2 separate regions of the Macaca fascicularis genome follow, and region 2 is linked to region 1. Evidence: chromatin contacts called from public Hi-C data. All regions are on one chromosome and are shown on one strand. The core of a region is the stretch at or near the end of the contact, and the rest is flanking DNA. Distances in the headings are between cores, read along the strand shown. Region 1 has its middle 9.6 kb from the start of TRAFD1. Region 2 holds the start of HECTD4 (HECT domain E3 ubiquitin protein ligase 4).

Region 1 (7,215 bases), core at 2,685-5,184:
GCTACATTTTATTAATTTTTATACTGAATTTTATTGAGATATAATTTAAATGCCATAAAATTTGCCCATTTTAAGTGCAAAATTTAATGATTTTTATTTTGCTTTTTTTTAAAGACAGGGTCTTCTGTCACCCAGGCTGGAGTACAGCGACATGATCATAGCTCACTGTGGCCTTGATCCCTCATGTTCAAGGAATCCTCCCATCTCAACCTCTCAAGTAGCTGGAGCTACAGTTGGGCACCACTATGCCTGGCTCCAGTCTGATCTTGAACTCCTGGCCTCAAGTGATTCTCTTACCTCAGCTTCCCAAAGTTTTGGGCTTACTACAGGTGTAAGCCACCGTGCCTGGACCTTCCATATCACTTTTTAAATTACTTTATTAATTCTCCTAGTAGTTTTATGGTTTTATTTTTAACATGTAAATCTTTGATCCATTTGGCATTTATTTCCATATGAATAATAAGGTGGGCTTTCGGCCGGGCACGGTAGCTCACACTAATCCCAGTACTTTGGGAGGCCAACATGGGTGGATCACTTGAGGTCAGGAGTTCCAGACCATCCTGGCCAACATGATGAAACCCCATCTGTACTGAAGATACAAAAATTAGCCGGGCATGGTGGTATGCACCTATATTCCCAGCTACTCAGGAGGCTGAGGCACGAGAATCACTTGAATCCAGGAGGAGGAAGTTGCAATGAGCTGAGATCTCACCATTGCACTCCAGCCTGGGCGACAGAGTGAGACTCCATCTCAAAATAAACAAATAAAATAAATAAATAAATAAATAAATAAATAAATAAAGGTCGGGCCCGGTGGCTCACGCCTGTAATCCCAGCACTTTGGGAGACTGAAGTGAGCGGATTGCCTGAGCTCAGGAGATTGCAACCAGCCTGGGCAACACAGTGAAACCCCATCTCTACTAAAAATACAAAAGGTTAGCTGGGCGTGGTGGCATGTGCCTGTAGTCCCAGCTACTTGGGAGGCTGAGGCAGGAGAATTGCTTGAACCCAGAAGGCAGAGGTTGCAGTGAGCTGAGATCTCACCACTGCACTCCAGCCTGGGCAACAGAGCGAGACTCCATCTCAAAAGAAATAAATAAATAAGGTGGGATTTCAATTTTATCTTTTTCAGTTGTATCTATCTATCTATAGTGGTCATATAAATATATATATAGGGAGAGGGGGGAGGGATTGCATTGGGAGTTATACCTGATGTAAATGACTGGTTGATGGGTGCTGACGAGTTGATGGGTGCAGCACACCAACATGGCACAAGTATACATATATAACAAACCTGCACGTTATGCACATGTACCCTAGAACTTAAAGTATAATAAAAAAAAGTTAAATTGAAAAATAAATAAATATATATAAAAAAATATATATAGTAGCTGTATAAATATATAAAGGGAATATATTATATATATATATCTTTTTTTTTTTTTTTTGCTGGGTTCAGTGGCTCACAGACTGGGCGCAGTGGCTCACGCCTGTAATCCCAGATTACAGGAGAGGTAGGAGAATCACTTGAAAATGGAGGCTGCAGTGAGCCAAGATCACGCCACTGACACCAGCCTGGGTGACAGAGCGAGACTCCATCTCAAAAATATATATATTATATATATATAATATATATAATATATATATTTTATATATATAATATATATAATATATATATAATATATATATTTTATATATATAATATATATAATATATATATAATATATATATAATATATATAAAATATATATTTTATATATATAATATATATAATATATATATTTTATATATAATATATATAATATATATTTTATATATATAATATATATATTTTATATATATAATATATATAATATATATATTTTATATATATAATATATATTATATATATTTTATATATATAATATATATAATATATATATTTTATATATATATTTTTTGGTAGAGACAGGGTCTTGAACACCTGGCCTCAAGCAATCCTCCCACCTCGGCCTCTCAAAGCCAAGGGAGCCACCATGCCTGACCTCAATCCCTATTTATTGAATAATCCATCTTTTTCACAGAGCACCCAATGCCATCATTATCATATATTAAATTTACATATACGTTTCTGGCTAGTCATGGAACAGTCTTAGTCTCTATTAAAGGGCAGGTCAAAACTGGAGTCTGCAGAGCTGGCTGGATTCTCTGATCTGAGTCTGGGCTTGCTCTGTACAGTCTCTGAACCATTCGACTATTGGGAGAACCTTGTCAGCTGCATTTGGGCTACTGGATACTAAGAATGAGGCCCTTAATTTGGAATGAAGTCACCTTGTGGGGGTAGGGCTGCTCTGTGGCCAGTTCCCTGAGAAACCATAGGAGATAAGGAATTAAAACCACCCAGGAAATTTTTTAAATGACTCTAAAATTTACATGTAAATGGTAATGACCTAGAATAGCCAAAATGGCAAGGCCAGTTGCAGTGGCTCACATCTGTAATCCCAGTACTTTGGGAAGCCAAGGTAGGACGATTGCTTAAGTTCAAGACCAGCCTGAGCAACATAGCAAGACCCCCATCTCTACAAAACTAAAAAAATTAGCTGGAAGTGATGGTGCACCCTTGTGGTCCCAGCTACTCTGGAGTGTGAGGCGGGAGGATTGCTTGATCCAGTCAGAAGTTTGATGCTGCAGTGGGCTATGACCCTTTCTCAAAATAAATAAATAAATAAAGCCACATTCATTAAGACTGTGGAGAAATAGCATAAGGATAAACAGGTAGATGTGTAGAACAGAGAGCCCAGAAATAGATTCTATACATATGGTCACTTGATTTATGACAAAGACCCAAGTGAAATTCAATGGAGAAAAGATTTTTCTCCCAGTAAATGGAACCATAGGTTATGTTTTTATTTATTTATTCGGTCTGTTTGTGAGGCAAGGTCTCACTCTGTCACCCAAGCTAGAGTGCAGTCACACAATCACAGCTCACTGCAGCCTTGAACTCCTGGGCTCAAGCAATCCTCCTCCCTCGGTCTCCCGAGTAGCTGGGACTACAAACACACACCAGAATGCCCAGCTAATTTTTTTACTTTTTTTTTTTTTTTTGTAGAGGCAGGGGTCTTGCTATGTTACCCAGGCTGGTCTTAAACTCCTGGGCTCAAGCAATCCTCCCACTTTTGCCTTCCAAAATGCTGGAATTATATATAGGTGCGAGCCACTGTGCCTGGTCTCACACCTTAGGCGTTGTTAGGGGAGAGAACTGAGTAAGGGCTTTTCCTGGGAAATCAGACTGAAACAAAGTGATCCTAAGTCTCCTCCTCTAAACACTAGCAGGGTCCCTGCAGGTGTCTGAGGGATGAAGCTGCCCGGAGAAGGGAGCGGTGGCCCCTGGGAACTCTGCCTGGCAACCAGGCAGCCTGGAAAACGTCCCAGCATGCTCTGAGGCCTCTGGTCCAATCCCAGTCCTCCTCATGAATATGTATGAGTCCCCAGATGTCAGCTGCATCTCTGAGCCTCTTCCTCCCTGCTCAACCCCCCCCCCCACTGCTCCCCTCCCCACACAAACCTCCCTCACCCTTCCTCTTCTTGATAACTGGCAACATCTCGCTCCTCGCTTCAGAACTGATGAAATAATGTGAACATTTCAGGGCCTGAGGACATATCCACAGAGTGTTTCAGGGCCTGTCGCTTTGATTAGGAAACTGGCTTTTAGCAGTGGTTTCACAAATATTTCTCCAGTTAGAGATGAATGTATTTGTGACTATGTGCCAAAAAAAAAAGAAGAAGAAAAAAAATTAAATCAGATGAATGTCTAAAGCCCGTCTTGGAAGACCAAACTCCAACTAGAAAATAAAAGTGCGTGGTGTCCTTCTGTGGCAGACACTGTCCTTTGCTCTTGCTTCCCTAATAGCTCCCTCCCTGGTTACTCCCCTGTTACTCCCTGGTTACTTCCCCTCCCAGTGTGTCAGTTATCTAAGCCTCTCTGAGTAATCAGATGTCCAGCTAATGAGTGAGTGCCTGAGTCACCCTGGGGCCACTGAAAAATAAAAAAAGATGGAATTTCCAAAACTTGTATGTAGAAATTAAAAGACTGGCCAGGCACGGTGGCTCAAGCCTGTAATCCCAGCACTTTGGGAGGCCGAGACGGGCGGATCACGAGGTCGGGAGATCGAGACCATCCTGGTTAACACGGTGAAACCCCGTCTCTACTAAAAAATACAAAAAACTAGCCGGGCGAGGTGGCGGGCGCCTGTAGTCCCAGCTACTCGGGAGGCTGAGGCAGGAGAATGGCGTGAACCCGGGAGGCGGAGCTTGCAGTGAGCTGAGATCCGGCCACTGCACTCCAGCCTGGGTGACAGCGCGAGACTCCGTCTCAAAAAAAAAAAAAAAAAAAAAAAAAAGAAATTAAAAGACTGTATTGTTTTGTTTTTTAAGCCAGAGCCAGCACAGTGGCTTACACCTGTAATCCCAGCACTTTTTTTTTTTTTTTTTTTTTGAGACAGAGTTTCGCTATTTTTGCCCAGGCTGGAGTGCAATGGTGCGATCTCAGCTCACTGCAACCTCTGCCTCCCAGGTTCAAGCGATTCTTCTGCCTCAGCCTCCCGAGTAGCTGGGATTACAGGCATGCGCCACCACCCCGGCTAATTTTGTGTTTTTAGGAGAGACGGGGTTTCTCCATGTTAGTCAGGCTGGTCTTGAACTCCTGACCTCAGGTGATCCACCTGCCTCAGCCTCCCAAAGTGCTAGGATTACAGGCATGAGCCACTGTGCCTGGCTATCCCAGCACTTTAAGAGGCTGAGGTGGGAGAATCATTTGAGACTAGGAGGTGAAGGCTGCCGTGAGCTGTGATTGTTGTCACTGCATTCTAGCCTGGGTGAGACCTTGCCTCAAAAAAAATTTTTTTTAATTAAAAAAAAAAAAAAGCCAGGGGCCGGGTGCGATGGCTCATGCCTGTAATCCCAGCACTTTGGGAGGCCAAGGTGGGCGGATCGCGAGGTCAAGAGATTGACACCATCCTGGTCAACATGGTGAAATCTTGTCTCTACTAAAAATACAAAAATTAGCTGGGCATGGTGGCATGCACCTGTAGTCCCAGCTATTCGGGAGGCTGAGGCAGGAGAATCACTTGAACCTGGGAGGAGTAGGTTTCTGTGAGCCAAGATCATACCAGTGCACTCTAGTCTGGCAACAGAGCAAGACTTCGTCTCAAAAAAAAAAAAAAAAAAAAAAAAGCCAGGGCTAAATAAATATTAATAACTCATGAGAGCTAGAGATATTTATGTACACATGGATGACTGGAACTTTTAATAACCAAAAGCCAAATAAAGGCAAACTCTATAGCCCATTCCAGTAATTCTACTCCTGGGTGTATACCTAATAGAAATTAAGATCATACCTAACCAAGAACAAGAATATTCATACTTGGCTGAAACTAGAAACAAGCCAAATGTTCATTAACTGGAGAATGGGCTAATAAATTGTGAAGCTGTGAAGATATTCACAATTTATTAAGAACACTACACGAGAATGAAAAGGAATGAACTAAGGTTATATGCAATGACATGGGTGAATATAACATTCAAGATATTGCCTGAAAGAAGTCGTACACAAAATAGTATATATTGCATCATTCTATCTGTTCCTACAGAATAGAACAAGCAAAACTATTCCTTTTTTTTAAATTTGTTTTTTGAGATGGAGTCTCGCTCTGTCACCCAGACTGGAGTGCAGTGGTATGATCTCGGCTCACTGCAACCTCTGCCTTGCAGGTTCAAGCGATTCTTCGGCCTCAAACTAACAAGTAGCTGAGCCTACAGGCATGCACCACTACGCCCGGCTAATTTTTGTATTTTCAGTACAGATGGGGTTTCACCATGTTGGCCAGGCTGGTTTCAAACTCCTGACCTCGTGATCTGCCGGCCTCGGCCTCCCAAAGTGCTGGGATAATAGGCATGAGGCACCGTGCCTGGCCGGGAATTTTCTATTTATTGATCTGAGTAATGGTAACAGGGGTGTATACAAATACAAAACTCCACTCCTAGGTGAAATTTCTCCTAGAGAAATGAAAACATACATCCATGCAGGCTGGGTGTGGTGGCTCACGCCTGTAATTCCAGCACTTTGGGAGGCTGAGATGGGCAGATCACGAGGTCAGGAGATCGAGACCATCTTGGCTAACACAGTGAAACCCCATCTCTACTAAAAATACAAAAAAATTAGCCGGGCGTGGTGGCGGGCGCCTGTAGTCCCAGCTACTCAGGAGACTGAGGCAGGAGAATGGCGTGAACCCAGGAGGCGGAGCTTGCAGTGAGCTGAGATTGGGCCACTGCACTCCAGCCTGGGTGACAGAGGGAGACCGGTCTCAAGAAAAAAAAAGAAAAGAAAACATACATCCATGCAAAATTTGTACACGGTTGTGTAGAACAGCATTCTTGGCTGGGCAAGGTGGCTCAAGCTTGTAATTCCAGCATTTTGGGAGGCCAAGGCAGGCAGATTGCTTCAGTCCAAGAGTTCGCGACCAGCCTGGGCAGCATGAGGAAACCCCATCTCTACAAAAGATATGAAAATTAGCCGGATGTGCTGGTGTGTACCTCTAGTTCCAACTACTCCGGAGACTGAGGTTGGAGAATTCCTTGAGCCTGGGAAGCAGGGGTTTCAGTGAGCTGAGACTGTGCCACCACTGCACTCCAGCCTGGGTGATCAAGGGAGACTCTGTCTCAGAAAAAAAAAAAAAAAAAAAAAATTGAAAGAAAAAGAAAGAAATGAAGTACTGATTAATGCTATAGTATGGATGAACCTTGAAAACATCATGCTAAGTGAAATAAACCATCACAAAAGTCTCCATATTGTATGATTCAATTCATATGAAATGTCCCAAATAGGCAAATCCACGAAGAAAGAAAGCTGATGGGTGATTGTCAGTCCGGGTATGGAGATGAAGGGAGTAAGTGTTAATGGGCACAGTTTATTTTGGGGATGATAAAAATGTCCAGGATCGCCAGGCACGGTGGCTCACATCTGTAATCCTGGCACTTTGGGAGACCAAGGCGGGTGGATCACTTGAGGTCAGGAGTTCCAGACCAGCCTGGCCAATATGGTGAAACCCCGTCTCTACTAAAAATACAAAAATTAGCTGGGCGTGGTGGCAGGCATCTGTAGTCCCAGCTACTCTGCAGGCTGAGGCAGAGGAATCGCTTGAACCCGGGAGGCGGAGGTTGCAGTGAGCTGAGATCGCA
Region 2 (6,700 bases), core at 3,448-5,947, 280 kb after region 1:
GCATGCCTGTAATCCCAGCTCCTCAGGGGGCTGAGGCCGGAGAGTCACCTGAATCCGGGAGGTGGAGGTTGCAGTGAGCAAAGATGGCACCACTGCACTCCAGCCTGAGAAACAGAGTGAGAATCTCTGTCTCAAAAATAAATAATTAAAAATAAAATAAAATAAAACAGGACAGTTGGCTGGGTGCAGTGACTCATACTAAGCACTCTGGGAGGCTCAGGTCGGAGGATCACTTGAGGCCAGGAGGAATTCAAGATCAGCCTGGACGATATAGCAAGGCCCCATCTCTAACAAAAAAAATTAAAACAAAAAAACAGAGCCCTCTTTCCAATGCTCTCCATCTTTTTATTGAGCTATAGTTTTCTCTTTAGCACTTATCATTTGCCTCTATGTCATGTTACATATTTGTCATTGTCTGTATCATTCCAATAAATTATAAGCTTTTTGAGGACAAGGATTTTATTTTATCCACTGCTATATCCCCAGCATCCAGGACGGTTGGCCCAGCTCACTCTAAATTCCACCAATACTTGTTGAATGAATTAGTTGATTAAACATTATTTATTGCTTTAAAAAAAAAAAAAAAAAAGGAGGCCGGGTGCAGTGGCTCACGCCTATAATCTCAGCACTTTGGGAGGCTAAGGAAGGCAGATTACTTGAGGTCAGGAGTTCGAGACCAGCCTGGCCAACATGGTGAAACTAAGTCTCTACTAAAAATACAAAATTAGCTGGGCATGGTGGCACATGCCTGTAATCCCAGCTAATTGGAAGGCTGAGGCAGAAGAATCGCTTGAACCTGGGAGGTGGAGGTTGCAGTGAGCCAAGATCGCATCACTGCACTCCGGCCTAGGCAACAAGAATGAAACTCGGTCTCAAAAAGGAGGGAGGGAGGGAGGGAATTTACTGGGAAGAAAAATTTTAATTCAAATACTCTGGATCTGCTTAAATTAAAATATTAAGTTAATGTTGATCTGCTTCTTAGGAGGGATTCTTTCTTTAGATTGACTTTGAGCAGTGCTGACAGGGTGAACAGAACACTAGAATCCAAACGCAGAAAAGCCAGGGTCTAGTCATTGCCCTGCCACAACTAGCTATGCTATAGTGACTAAGCCATAACCTCATCTCCTGATCTCTGAGATCTCCTGATCTTAGAGAACTTCGTTCTAAAATGAGGGAAATTATTATCTCTAAAGTCTCTTCTTGCTCTAAAATTCTAAGACTATTGCACTCTTCTGCAGTGAGTCCCGTCCCTCATAATCCAAAAGTGTTAACTAAAGGATTCTATATATATTAATAAACTCTGTGGAAAATGGCCATTATTCACCCAGATGTCCACTGGAAGGAGAGGCTTGGAAGACTGTATTTCATAGATGTGGTGGTATTTCAAAAGATAGCTTTTAAAAAATTAATAAACCATGAATCTTCCTCAAATATGAAAAAGAAACAGTTACTAAAGAAAACAGAAATTCTTCCTTCTGTAGCCAGTTATGAAATTTAAAATAATTGCAAATACAAATACTATACATGCATGGAAGCATAAAGTATTATGATGAGGAGCAGATATGCGGTGAACAGAACTAGGTTAATGTGCAAGCTCTTTATGTGCTCTTGAGCAAGTTGAATACCTACTCTGCACTTCCTTCATCTGTACAATGAGTGCAATATATCCAACTGTTAGGCTCTTTTGAGAATTTAATAAAATAATGCCTGACATGTAGGATACATTTAATCAACATTATTAAGTAATTAAATATGTACCAGGCGTGGTGGCTCATGCCTGTAATCCCAGCACTTTGGGAGGCCAAGGCAGGCGGATCACCTGAGGTCAGGAGTTCGAGACCTGCCTGGCCAACGTGACAAAACCTTGTCTCTACTAAAAAATACAAAAATTAGCCCAGCATGGTGGTGCATGCCTGTAATCCCAGCTACTTGGGAGGCTGAGGCAGGAAAATTGCTTCAAGCTGGGAGGCAGAGGTTGCAGTGAGTTGAGATTTAGATGGAGCCACTGCACTCTAGCCTGGGCAACAGAGAGAGACTCTGTCTCAAAAAAACACAAACAAACAAATAAAAAGATTATATATATATATGAATACACCCAAACACAAATCTAATAGCCACAAAAAATATTCTTAGCTATTTCTCCTGAGACCATGGAGCCTGTATAACATGGAAAGAATGAAAAAAGTTATGCACTGCTACCAGTGTATCACCCATACACATACTAGTTTCTGAGAAATCAGACCATAAATTCAAAAAGCAATTAAAAAAAACAAAATCTAGCAGGCCAGAGAGGTTTTTCCTTTTAAAACCATTCTTCTGTAGAAATAGCTGACAAATTCATGCAATACATTTACAAACATTTTAGGAAAACCAACTTAACAGCACAGATACTTTAATCCTACTCTTTCTAATCCTAAAAATAAATTACATAAATGACATATATATAAATTTTGGTTCTGTGAACTTGGATTAGTCTTTAAGAAACAAAGAGCATAGGCACGGCACAGTGGCTCACGCCTGTAATCTCAGCACTTTGGGAAGCCAAGGCGGGCAGATCACTTGAGGTCAGGAGTTCGAGACCAGCCTGGCCAACATGGTGAAACCCTGTCTCTACTAAAAATACAAAAATTAGCCGGGCATGGTGGCGCGCGCCTGTAATCCCATCTACTCGGGAGGCACAGGCAGGAGAATCACTTGAATCCAGGAGGCGGAGGTTGCAGTGAGCTGAGATCGGGCCACTGCACTCCAGCCTGGGCGACAGAGGAAGACTCGGTCTGGGGGTAAAAAAAAAAAGAAAAGAAAGAAACAAAGAGCATCCACTTCCCACCTTTCACACACAACACAGCCAATTAAATCAAAAGATTCCACTATCATAGCATAATACCCCTTGAGTTTTCAGGCAGATAAGACACTCAGACACACCTTGCTTTTTATAGAACAGGCCCAAATGAGACACAATAAAACGATGATTCCATGTTAGGAATTCCCTACCAACCATATCCTCCTCTTTTTGGTGACTAGATTGTAAAATAAGTCAATTAAGAGTTCACAACGGAAGTGCTGAAGCAACCGCAAATCCAGACACAAAAATACAGAGGAACGTATTCGCATCTCAAGCACGTCCAAATGTCTCGGCCAATGCGATCCGATCACTGCCGTTTCCAGAAACACACAGTAATGGCTTTTAATTCATTTCTATAAATGTTCGTTGTGCGTAAAGCCAAACTGCACGCAAAACCGCAAAACACAAAAGATTCCTCACATTCCGTTTATAGCCAGAAGATAGGCCATCCTCTCTGCGCCTATCCCAGAAAGCTCTCCATACGGCAGTAAGAATTTGATGACACCCCATGCTACCTACACATCAAAATGTCATCCCACGAAGTGGAGGGGGAGCAGTGTCAGCATCCGCTGGCCTCCATGAAACGCCACTGCCAGTATTCCCACCTTTAGGCAAATACGAACCCAAGTGAAGTCGATGGAAAGTTCCCACCAACCAAGCACATTTGGTTCCCTTCTGCCCCCAAGGCCAAGCAGCTCAACTGATGAGATCTGCTGTTGCACCTGCCACGGCTCTGAACCCGGGATGCTCGGCGACCCCCGGACACACAAAAAGGCCCTGCGGCCTAACGCGCCAGTGACCCTTCGCCAAGAGCGCACGGAAGGCCGCTGGAGCATCCCTCTCGCTGTCCACACCGCCCGCTTCCCTGACAAAGGCCCCGTGTCAATCCATCCCAGACACAACACAGAGAAGTTGCTGGATTGCCCACCGCGGACCCGCAGCTGCCACTACCCTCTCCCGGAAAAAAGAAAAAAAACACAGAACTAGGGAAGAAAAGGGTGGGAGGGTGCACAGCGTTAAAATAAAAATGTTCCCAAAGCTAAGCAACCTGGGTGTGCCCTGGAAGTGGGTCCAGGGGGCCCGTGGGGGAGGGGAGGGAGGCCCGGGTGGTGGCGGCGGCTCCTCCGGGGCATGAAGGCCGAGCCGGGTGCTAGTCTAATAAAATGCCGGGTGTCGGAACGCTCAGAAGAAAACCACAAATGAAATCCCCGGCGGGCGCCAGGCCCAGAGGAGGGAGGGAGGGAGAGCGGGGCGGGCGGTCTGCAGACCTGCGGCCGCGGCCCCCACCTGCCCGCCCCGCGCCCACACACACCTGCCCCGGCAGCCCCTGGGAGGCGAGGCCCGCGGCTGGGGCGAGGAAGGGGCCCGACCCGGGGGCGCCGGGAGAGTGGGCCAGTCCGATGGCGGGGGCCGGGGGCCGCCTCGCTCACCTCCAGGTCGGTGTCGGCGGCCTCCGGGGCCCCGAGGATCTCGCTGGGCAACTCGGCCAGGTCGGTGACCCGGATCAGCCCGTCGTGCAGGAAGATGGTCTCCTCCTTCACCGAGAGCCACTGCGCCGAGTCAGCGGCCGCCGCCGCCGCCGCCGCCGCGGCCGCCGACGAGCCCATGGCCCCGGCTGAGGGCTTGGAGCTGAGGAGCAGACGCCCGGCCGGCGGAGACGGAGCAGCAGCAGCCGCGATCACCAGTCCATGGCAGCGGCCGCCGCGTCCGCCAGCGGCGACCCGCTTGCCGCCTCGCCCGTGCAGCTCCGCCCTAGGCGGTCCGAGTCGCCATCCCCCCCGACCCCGGCCCGGGAGACCCCGGCCCCGCAGCCGCCGCCGCCGCCGCCGCCGCCCTCAGGAGCAGGATCCGCCTCTGCCGCTCGGCAGCCAACTGTCAGTGAGACGCCATGTTGGGGGCGGGGCTCCCGGCATGCCCCGCGGAGCGGACAATACAGGCCCCGCCCGCCGCCCCGCCCACCGCTCCGCGGATCCGGCCACCCGGGTGGCCTGGACCCCCGCCTCGCCCTTTGCTGCCGCTTGCCCTCAGCCTGACCTCTGCCGGCCCCTTCTCCTCCTGGCCATTCAGTGTAGCCCTGGCTCTGCAGCGCGCCAGGGAAGAGGACGCCGCCTCCCCGGTCCTGTCCCTACTCAGGTGTGCACTCCTTGCTCGGACCCGCGCCCCCACGCTGGGCAGAACATAGAGATCACTCCTTGTTTTCACGTTTAAATGAGATGCAAGCGAAAGGCTGGTGCAGAATAGGCGCTGCACACTTGTTCATAAGCACTTGGTAGAATAGCATAGTAGGTGATTAATATTTACTGAAAAGTCTAGTACCCAGTAAGCACTCAAAACAAAAAATAAAGCGTCTGTCAACAATGCTTGGTGCCCAATGCCCGACACTTAATGTGTGCTCAGTGAGTGGCAGTTCTAATTATTGCTATGTTCATTCCATCAGTGTTCCACACTAATTGACATACACCTTAAAAATATGCTCACTAGGCCGGGCGCGGTGACTCAAGCCTGTAATCCCAGTACTTTGGGAGGCCGAGGCGGGTGGATCACGAAGTCAGGAGATCGAGACCATCCTGGCTAACATGGTGAAACCCCGTCTCTACTAAAAATACAAAAAACTAGCCGGGCGCGGTGGTGGGCGCCTGTAGTCCCAGCTACTCGGAGGCTGAGACAGGAGAATGGCGTAAACCCGGGAGGCGGAGCTTGCAGTGAGCCGAGATCGCGCCACTGCACTCCAGCCTGGGTGACACAGCGAGACTCCGTCTCAAAAAAAAAAAAAAAATATATGCTCACTAGGCCGGGTGCGGTGGCTCACACCTGTAATCCCAGCACTTTGGGAGGTCGACGCAGGAGGATTGCTTGAGCCCAGGAGTTTGAGGCCAGCCTGGGCAACACAGGGAGACCCCATCTCTACAAAAAATAAAAATTAGTAGGCCGGGCGCAGTGGCTCACGCCTGTAATCCCAGCACTTTGGGAAGCCAAGGCAGGCGGATCACGAGGTCAGGCGATCAAGACCATCCTGGCTAACACGGTGAAACCCCGTCTCTACTAAAAATACAAAAAAAATTAGCCAGGCCTGGTGGCGGGCGCCTGTAGTCCCAGCTACTCGGGAGGCTGAGGCAGGAGAACGGCGTGAACCCGGGAGGTGGAGCTTGCAGTGAGCCCAGATCACGCCACTGCACTCCAGCCTGGGCGACAGAGCAAGATTCCTTCTGAAAAAAAAAAAAAAAAACACCAGATGTTTAAGGTGGGTTGCCATGGGAGTGTGGGGCTGGTCTGGAACTACTGAGATGAGATTGTTCTCTATTGCTTGTATATTTTTATCACTTAAAAAATAATAAAACAGGCAGGGTGCAGTGGCTCACGCCTGTAATCCCAGCACTTTGGGAGGCCAAGGTGGGCAGATCACCTGAGGTCAGGAGTTTGAGGCCAGCCTGGCCAACGTGATGAAACCCTGTCTCTACTAAAAAAAAAATACACAAATTAGCCAGGAATGGTTGCTCATGCCTGTAGTCCCAGCTACTCAGGAGGCTGAGGCAGGAGAATCGCTGGAACCCAGGAGGTGGAGGTTGCAGTGAGCCGAGATCGTGCCACTGCACTCCAGCCTGGGCAACAGAGTAAGACTCCATCTTAAAAATAATAATAATAAAAATAACAGGAGAATAATAAGGTGCATACCCTTTCATCCAGCAATTCAACTTTGAGGAAGTTGTCTGCAGGAAATAATCAGACTCGTAGTCAAGGATGGATATACAGGGTTGTGTAGCTCAATATTGTTTACAAAAGGAAAAACTATTTTCAATCTAGATATCCAACAATATGGGGCTGGTTAACTAAAATATGGTATATCCATAAGATGGAATA

Evidence for each region. Hi-C and Micro-C count contacts between places; a contact is called where the count stands out from the background.
Region 2: a Hi-C map of skeletal muscle shows a contact between it and region 1, with 5 times the contacts expected there. The contact joins the promoter of HECTD4 here to the enhancer-like site in region 1. A contact is called at or near these places in 2 of 2 Hi-C or Micro-C datasets (liver and skeletal muscle).

What each region holds. Positions count from the first base shown.
Region 1 is chr11:119,023,592-119,030,806 of T2T-MFA8v1.1, forward strand. No RefSeq gene overlaps it. Among named protein-coding and RNA genes, the nearest start is that of TRAFD1, 9.6 kb to the right of the region's middle. Within about 2 kb of position 3,935, at least 5 of the 6 cell types and tissues checked have an H3K27ac peak or open chromatin away from gene starts, as enhancers often do.
Region 2 is chr11:119,299,185-119,305,884 of T2T-MFA8v1.1, forward strand. It overlaps HECTD4 (HECT domain E3 ubiquitin protein ligase 4), which reads right to left and starts at 4,698. Exons shown (of 76, transcript XR_012420694.1): 1 at 4,273-4,698. It also overlaps the pseudogene LOC135966295.